2 separate regions of the Rattus norvegicus genome follow, and region 1 is linked to region 2. The links are chromatin contacts, called in public Hi-C maps. All regions are on one chromosome and are shown on one strand. Each heading gives the region's core, a stretch centred on a gene start, on an enhancer-like site or on the middle of the called end of the contact. The rest is flanking DNA. Distances are from core to core; before and after follow the strand shown. Region 1 holds the start of Trib1 (tribbles pseudokinase 1). Region 2 holds the start of Nsmce2 (NSE2/MMS21 homolog, SMC5-SMC6 complex SUMO ligase).

Region 1 (3,853 bases), core at 597-3,096, 270 kb before region 2:
GTGGCAGCAGCAAACGGGGAGGAGGGGCGCGACGCGGAGGGGGGGGGTTGGAGTGGGGGAGGCTTTCAGGTGAGTTGTTGGAAACCCAGATGCCACTTTTAACTCCAGAAGAATGAAAGGAGTCGGTGGGGCCCTCCGTGGCCCGGAGACAGGATGTCCGACTCACAAAGCGCAGACTGCGCAGCCGTCCTCGGCTAGGCGCTCTCCGGGAGAGCCCGGCCATCCTGTATCTAGTTGTACTCCTTCCTAATGTTGCAAGGAAAATTGCCGGCCTCAAACTAAAGCGAGTGGAAGCGAGCCACTGGAAGTTTTCCAACAGTCCGACGCTGGCCATAAGCCCTCCCAGGCCTAAGACCACCCCCTCCTAACACTTCCTGGGGTGGGCTGTATTCTGGTCCCAACCGGAGTTCAAGTCCAGAATCCCCCAGGTAGAAGCCCCACTCCGGTCTATGCAGAAACCATGCCGCGAACCTCCGGCAAAAAGATTGCCAGTTGCTCCAAGTCCCGAGGAAGGTACCCACTGCAGGGCGTCCTTCCAGGACAAGGGGGAGGAGGGGGATGAGAGCAGGGCAATGGCATGGCCCTGGAATCCATTGCAATTCCAAACTTAAATGGAACGCCAGGCGCCAAAGAACAGAACAGAGATAAAAGAACCGAACCCTGCACTTCCTCTAGGCCGCCGAACTTTCACCATTAACATCCACAGGAAACCCCTCAACCTCCAAAAAGACGAAGCTGACCAAAATACCCTCCTTATCCGACTCAATGCCCTTATCTGTTTTGCCAGAGCCAAGCGCTGGCGGGAGCGTGGTCCGGGTGGGTTGGAACTTAAGCACTTCTGTGGACTATCCAGACCCGCAACCTCCGCCCCAGGATGCTTACCTTGCAGCGCAGCTCGCGGCCGGTGTGGATGCACAGTGCCCGGGACACATGCTCGCGCTCAGCTAGGGGTAGCAGCAGGTAGTCGGCGATTCGGCTGGGCCCGGGTGCGCTCACACAGCTGCCGCCGGTCCCCTGCGCCGAGGGTGGAGGCTGAGGACTGCAGGGCGAGCCGGGGGGACTGAGGTAGTCAGGGGGATTCGAGCACTCAGAGAGGCGCGGACACTTGGCCGCCACGGCCGCCGCGTCGTCCGTGTCCAGCAGGCGTTTGGCCGGGGTGCCCCGGGCAGCCGGGAACAGTAGAGCCGGTCCGCGGGGCTGCGAGGCGCCGCTCAGGGCAAAACGCACGGGACCGACCCGCATCGCGGCCCTGGCCGGAGCGGCCCCGGCTTTGTAAATCCCTGGATCCGCGCTACGACTTCCAGTCCGCGGGATGGAGTCTGCAGATAGAGCTTGGATCGGTCCCCAAAAGGAGCAAAACGAGAGCAGTTCCAGGACGCTGATGTTGTACACGAGAACCACACTGGCCACGCGTCCAAGGGTGGGAGGCCGGCTAAGGTCCCCAGACCCCGGCAGGCACCAGGTCTGGACGCCTCGCTGGCGGTGGCGGCCGCTATTGTTGCCGAGACCGTGGATAGCCCGGGACGTGGAGGCCGCCCGAGTTCCCGGGTGCTGAGCCTGGAGGACAGATTCCGCAGGCTCGTTGGCTTCACCGAGCAAACGCACTTCCCAAAGCAATTAGTCTTGAGTAAAAGCCGGTGCAACTTTTCCGCGCCGCTCGGGATCCTGCGCGCTCCTGGGCTCCAGGCGTGTGAGCGAGCGAGACGCGCTTAGAGAGAGTGACTGAATATGAGTGTGTGCCGCACTGATCCCGGCCAGTGCACTCCTTCTCCTTTTCCTCCACCTCCTCCGCCTCCCGGTGACTCACGCTGTATACACACACACACACTCACAGCCCGGGCTGTGTAAACAGTTGGGAAGCCGGGTTGTGCAATGAGGTGGCAGCGACGACTCCGGCCCCGTCGCCCGGCTAGCAGTCACCGGAGCGGAGGGAGGAGACTTAGGGGGAGAGGAGGTGGAGTTGGAGGCTGGGACAGTAGGGGTGGCCGGAGGCCTGGAGATGCTCCCGACCGCGCGCGCCTAGGCGCAGGTGGGAACGTCCTGGGACGCCTTGGGCGCGCACACGCCCCCCTAGGTTGGGCTGGGCAGCAGGCTGCGCGCGCCCTACCGCAGGCCCGCGGGCTGGTAGCCCAGGGAGGAGGCGGAGGAAAAGCTCCCGTGACGTCAGGTTCCCGGGGAAGTGGGCGGGAGGGGCGGGGCAGCGGGGGCGAAACGACTGCGGATTGGTGCACGCGCATCATTCACACAACACAATGGATCCCGAGCTCCGGGCGTCCGCGCGCACCTCCAGGCTCCGCACCGGCAACTGGCTGCGACCCAGCGGTCACGCCTTTACCCTGGTGGGTTCCCCCCGCCGCTCTGCATTCTGGGGAGCTCCCGGTGGAGCTGTGGGCGCCGCCGAGTCGCGGCTGCAGCCGGAGGAAGGGGCGAGAGGAAAGGTGATGAATTCCATTATCAGTCATTCACCCCCACGCGGTAGTTCCGGGGAAGACCTGTGCGTGGTAGTGAATGTGGCTTTTTTTTTCCCCTCTTTTCCTGCCCCCTCCCAACTCTAATCCCCAGCGTCTGTTCGCTTCCACAAATAGAACCTTCTGTTGGATGAAATAAAAGCAAACACTGGGCCTTCTGCTCTGCCTCCACCTCCACGCCCCTCCCGCGCCTGCCGCCCGCCCGGATTGCACGGAAATAGCCTCTCCAAGCTCCTGGGCCGCCCCTTCGCGGTGACTCGCAGAAAGAGCTTCCTGAGCTCCGGCCGGTGGGAAACAAAGGATGTGGGGAACTGGCGGAAGGAGCCCACGTGGCTGGCGCCAGATTCCTGTCCCCTCCAGCCTGCATACGCGCCGGAGGGTCTAGGGCGCCAATGCGGCCGGGAGTATTAGATACTGAGCTACGGGTCATTCTATCCACTGCTTGGGATACTAGGTCGCGTGTATACGTTCATGCAGTTTTGAGTTGTGTAAACAGCTTGCAACCACATTTTGTGTTGCTGGGTTTTGTTTGTTTGGCTTTTTTTTTTTCTTTCTTCCTCTCCACTTCTTTCGCAAACCAGGTCAGTTTGGAGTCTGGATCCTCACGAAGCATAGAAACTATTATCAAAATCCTTTCTTGTATTTATGCTGAATAATTAATTTTCTAAAACCAGGTCAAGCCCAAAAATAAATCCTTTTCATTATTAATTCTCCAGCCATTCAACAAACGCTAATTAAGCATCTCCAAGGGTTAGGCGCTGGGGATTAGGAGACTTAAATTGAAACAGTAATGATAATTGGCATCAGTTGTGGCGTGAGGGGGCGGGGGGGGGGCAGGCTCCTTGTTCTCGGCACTTGTATTTGGTATGCACTTTAGTTTTTGCACTCACTTTATAGGGTTACATTTTGCTCCATTTGATTCAAAAACAAAAACAGAAGCCTAGAACCCTTAACCTCCTTGCTGTGATTCAAAGACTACCGGAAGCAGTCAAGCTCTCCAGCACTCTTATAAACTCAGAGGAGACCACAACTTGCCAAGAAAGGAACCGTTAAGGAGGCCTCCGTCAGATTATGAGAACTGACCAGAGGAGAGCTATCTATGAACAGCAGCTTGGCCAGGAGAGGGAGGGATGCACAGAAGGGCAGGGCACTCTCCCCGAAGGGAGAATCTTGACAGGTTGTGGGGATCGAGGGTGTTTAGGACATAGCGCTAGATGCTAAGGTTTTTCTACCTGGCAAGATTCTCTCCTGAGCTGCCGAGCTGCAAGCTGGGCTTGTCGCTGGATAATGAACCCAGTACTATTATGGGTATCTTAACCTGAATGCTGTAACTTCCCTTTAGCCTCTTCTGGGAGAGACAACACCACAGAGCACTGTTGCCATGA
Region 2 (4,337 bases), core at 1,764-4,263:
TTCCCTTTCAAGAGCAAGGAGCCATGTGGGCTCTCCAGCACTTCCTCTCTCATAATACCAGCTTTATTTCACACCTGGACTGCCACTGCAGTTTTTCTAGTATTGCTTTCAGTTAGAGATATCCACTTTTTCCACAAATACATATTGGATGCCTTACTATGTAAATTCTTAGGCTCATGAGAAAACACAGGAGAGCAAAGGTTAAGGTCCTGACTTTTAACCTCTGAGGTTACCAGTTTTACATAAACATCCCCAGTACCATTAATTGCTAACTTAAATAGCTTGGGTAACAAACGTTTAGTAAGTATCTTCTTAAATACCAGGCAACTTCTCTGAGCATAGTGGCTTTCCGGGTAAATAACCCAAGACTTCTGTTTTCAAATGCTAGATGGTTCGTTCTAATTCACTGAAAAACTCTCATATGCCAGGCAGTATTCTAAGCATCAGAAATATCCAGCCTCTGTTCCACAAGAGCTCAGTAGTTGGTAGGAACCAAACATACAAATATATCATTGAAACAACATCGATAACTTGTAAAATGAAGGGCCAGATGAGATGTCTCAGTCCTCAACATGAGCAAAAGGCATTAAAAAATACACGGCAACAGCAGTTTGAAAGAGCATATAACCCAGGCAGCTATTTCTTAATTACAGAAAATGGGCCCTTTTCTGCTTTTGCTGTTCTGACAGGGTCTCACTCAGTAGCCCACACAGGCCGCAAACTCATGGCAACCCTCTTGCCACTCAAATGCTGAGACTACAGGCATGACCCACCCGCCAGACCTAACTTAGAAATACTCCATGACACCTGATACTCCAGATGCCTGACGCTTCCTCATCCATTCTGCACTAAAGACCAGAGCTAAAGACCTTGATTACTGTTTCACTGAGAAAGTGTAAAGCATCCCTCCTCACCCACCAGCCTCAGTTCCTCTGTTCTGCTTTCTTCTCAGGCTGAATGAACTAACGGTGCCCACTGAGACCACCTCCGCTCTACAGTAGATCTTCTCCTTTCCTTCTCTCAGATCAGCAGATTTCTCCTCCCCCACCCACTCTCCATAGCAAACCAAGGAAATGTTTCTCTAATCTTAAAGGAGAGCATCCTCCCACCCTCCTCTTTGATTACTTCCCATGCTCCTGGCTTCATCCTGGCAGCAAAACTCTCCTGTAAGCACGCCTCCATTTGTCTCAAAGTCCTGTCCTCCAGTCCTGGCCTGGGAGTCTGCCAGGCTCCGGCCTCTCCCACTTAATGGGACCTGCTCTCAAGGCCACTGCTGCAATCTTTATGCCTTCCTCAGGGAACAACACTTCCATCTGCATTCCTTCAGACTCTTTGCTCTTTCCATCTCTTCCAAGTCAGCTGTCTAGAGCCCCAAGCCTCCCCACGCTCTCACGAGTACACTCTTCACTTCACCTCCCCAAGTCTCATCTGTCTACTCAGGTCTAAATGTTTGGGTCCTCATCCCCACTTTACAAACGAAATCCTAATGTCCGAAGTGGTGGTTTCAGAAGATAAGGCCTTTGGAGAGGTGACTAGATCCACCCTCCAGAATGAAATTAGTCCCTTATAACGGATGCTCTGAGAGCTCTCTTGCTTTTCTATAGCCCAGGAAAACAGCAAGTACATGCCATTTACAAACCAGAAAACATGTCTAATGGTAAGTTGGCCTCAGAATTCTCAGTCTCTACAATCAAAAGACATTAGGTTTTGATGCTTTTAAAACTACTAAGATATAACTGGTTTATGGACATCTGAACATTCTAACACTATTCCTTGGGGCTTGGTTTAACCTAGGGTTTGGAGGGGTCTCCTACCAGGGAACATTTAACATCATGAGGGGACGTTTTTGACCGTGGAACTGGAGAGGATAGGGATGGGGGACATAGACTAGCATCCATGAAGTAGAGGTCAGATACTGATAAAATTCTAGGAAATACAGTACAGTCTCTCACTACAAAAAAAAAAAAAAAAGTCATCTTAAGACAAAATGTAATCATCACATTGGTTAAGAAACACTGATTTAAACTGACCTCTTCTTGGCTCCTTTTTCCAATAACATTGATCTTTTTGTTCCCAGTACCTACAGCTTCCAAGACAATCTACAACGAAGTTATGCATTTCCTGAAGTCTCACCGAGCTATTGAGCTCAGCGCACTATTTTGCTTCCCTTATATTCCTGGAAGAGTGGCTGTCAATTAAGCCATTTTTTAATGTAAACAGGAAAACACTGCTTCACATGTTTCTGTACAGCATTACAGTAGGCACAGAGCAAACAAACAAAAAGTTAGACCTCCTTTAAACCCAAGGTGCTCTCACAACTTCAATAGTTATGTCTCCTTTTTCAGCATGCCACCATGTACACACCCTTCTCTCTGAAGCCTTCCCTCGCCATGGCTCCTGTTCTTCACACGCCTTCTCAGTTCCTAACGCACATCTCTACTATATAACTTAACACAGCTAATTGCTGACATCTGCCATTCCTTTATGTTGGGACCTCCTTAAACAGAAACATACATTAGGAGATATGAAACGTCTCCTCATGAAAATGAAATGATCAGGACGAACTCGTTAAGTTACCAAATTAGCAATAAAACTACTGCCATTTCAGTCTGCCCATGCCCAATAAGGTTGCCCCCACATTCCTCTTCCCCCTCTTCTTTCACACCAAGGCTAACACCTCCACGTGCAGAAGTGAAACGGCACCTGTGGCCTTGAGTACATCTGAGCTACCTGTTCATGCCTCTGTTTTAAAAGTCAGTTCAAAACAGTTTTTGTTTTGTTTTGAATTACATAGTGGTAATCTTCTCCACGAGAGGCGGTCGTGGGCATAACCTGCCTCCATGTAGTTGCTGCAGGTGACGAGGGCCAGGCCTAGGTTCCCTGAGCACAGAGGGAGATGACAACACCCGCCAGAACCCCATGGCCGTTCCTCCTGGATCTTACCTGGCTGTCCCACCTAGCTCAGCGATATCTTGCCGAACGTCGCACACCCAGACCCCGATTCCTTTCCTCAGCCTACTTCTCCAGTGGCTGAAACGCCCCGCGCGCGCTCTGCGTCATCATTTAGCGCCCGCGAACGATCACATGATGCTCGGGCCCGGGCCGCCGCCCCTCGGTCACGTGACGGGCTGGGAACCAGGACAGAAACCAGGGTCCGGGAAGCTGACTCTCTGCAACCCGGGACTCTAGGAGATCTCTGGAGCGCGAGAGGGGGACCCGGGTGTCCAGTTTACGCGGCCAGCATCGGACCGCTGGCAGGTGAGTCGGAGGCGGGCCTGCGGGTTCGAGGCCCTTTCCTTCCCCCGAGGGCCACGTCGGGTACTGGTCCCGGGAGCCACCAGGAAAACCTAGGGCTTGCAGGGTTGGGGTTGCATGCCTGACGTTCACCTATGCCTTCATGGAAACAACTCTTGCACGCTTCTTTGAAACTTTAGTGGTGAAGCTCAGCTACTTGGCCCATAGCTGAGCTTGTAAGTTTCAAGGAGCGGTGCCTTGCTAATGCGACTGATCTTTCACTTACTCTCCAGAAAATCAAGGAGTCACTGACGTGAGGGAGGACGAAAAGGTGTTAAAAGTCCTGTCACGCACTGTGAGTTTGTGCAAGTCGTTCCTCTACACCTTAGCTCCCCCCACACCCCAATCACCTGAGACATGGCGCCATAGCTGGCAGGTGATTCCACTGAGTCCTACTTCTTCTATGATAGGAAAATTAAAAGTTGAACTCATAAAAAAAAAAAAGTTGGACTCTTGATTTCTTTATAGACGAGGGATAGTGAAGGAGTTTTATTGCCTCCTTTCACAACCAGGGACACTTGCCTTAGGTCAGCTGTTCTCAACTTGTGGGTCCCTTGACCCCTTTGACAAATCTCTGTCTCCATAAACGTTTCCACTATGATTCTTAACAGTAGCCAAATTACAGTTACTAAGTAGCAACGAAAATAATTTTATGGTTGGGGTCACCACAACATGTATTATTAAAAGGTCAGAAAGGAAAGTTGTCTTAGATGTTGTTAAGAATTACTGAATCAGGGCTCGAGAGATAGCTCAACAACTAAGACTGTTCTTCCAGAGGCCCTGGGTTCAATTCCAAGTACCCATATGGTGATTCACAACTGTCGATAACTCTAGGTCCAGGGGACCCAACACGCTCAGACATAGATGCAGGCAAAACACCAATGGACATAAAATAAAAATAAATATAATTTTATGATCAAGCTTATTCCAGAACTTCTATGAGAGAGTATCCATTATGGGTTTGAGACTGCTTTCTTTAGGGATCTGAAGTTTTGTTAAAAAGATAAAAAAATAAATAAATAAAATCCATCTTCTTTTGTCAT

Evidence for each region. Hi-C and Micro-C count contacts between places; a contact is called where the count stands out from the background.
Region 1: a contact with region 2 is called in a Hi-C map of frontal cortex, with 3 times the contacts expected there. The contact joins the promoter of Trib1 here to the promoter of Nsmce2 in region 2. A contact is called at or near these places in 1 of 12 Hi-C or Micro-C datasets (frontal cortex) and 1 of 1 datasets of contacts at active chromatin or transcription factors (oligodendrocytes).

The regions. Positions count from the first base shown.
Region 1 is chr7:93,093,994-93,097,846 of GRCr8, reverse strand. It overlaps Trib1 (tribbles pseudokinase 1), which reads right to left and starts at 1,846. Exons shown (of 3, transcript NM_023985.1): 1 at 883-1,846. The coding sequence starts at 1,242. It overlaps LOC690120 (hypothetical protein LOC690120), which reads left to right and starts at 2,254. Exons shown (of 2, transcript NR_131067.1): 1 at 2,254-2,438; 2 at 2,586-3,176.
Region 2 is chr7:92,824,310-92,828,646 of GRCr8, reverse strand. It overlaps Nsmce2 (NSE2/MMS21 homolog, SMC5-SMC6 complex SUMO ligase), which reads right to left and starts at 3,013. Exons shown (of 7, transcript NM_001024876.1): 1 at 2,944-3,013. Washc5 (WASH complex subunit 5) reads left to right here and starts at 3,115. Exons shown (of 29, transcript NM_001398866.1): 1 at 3,115-3,258.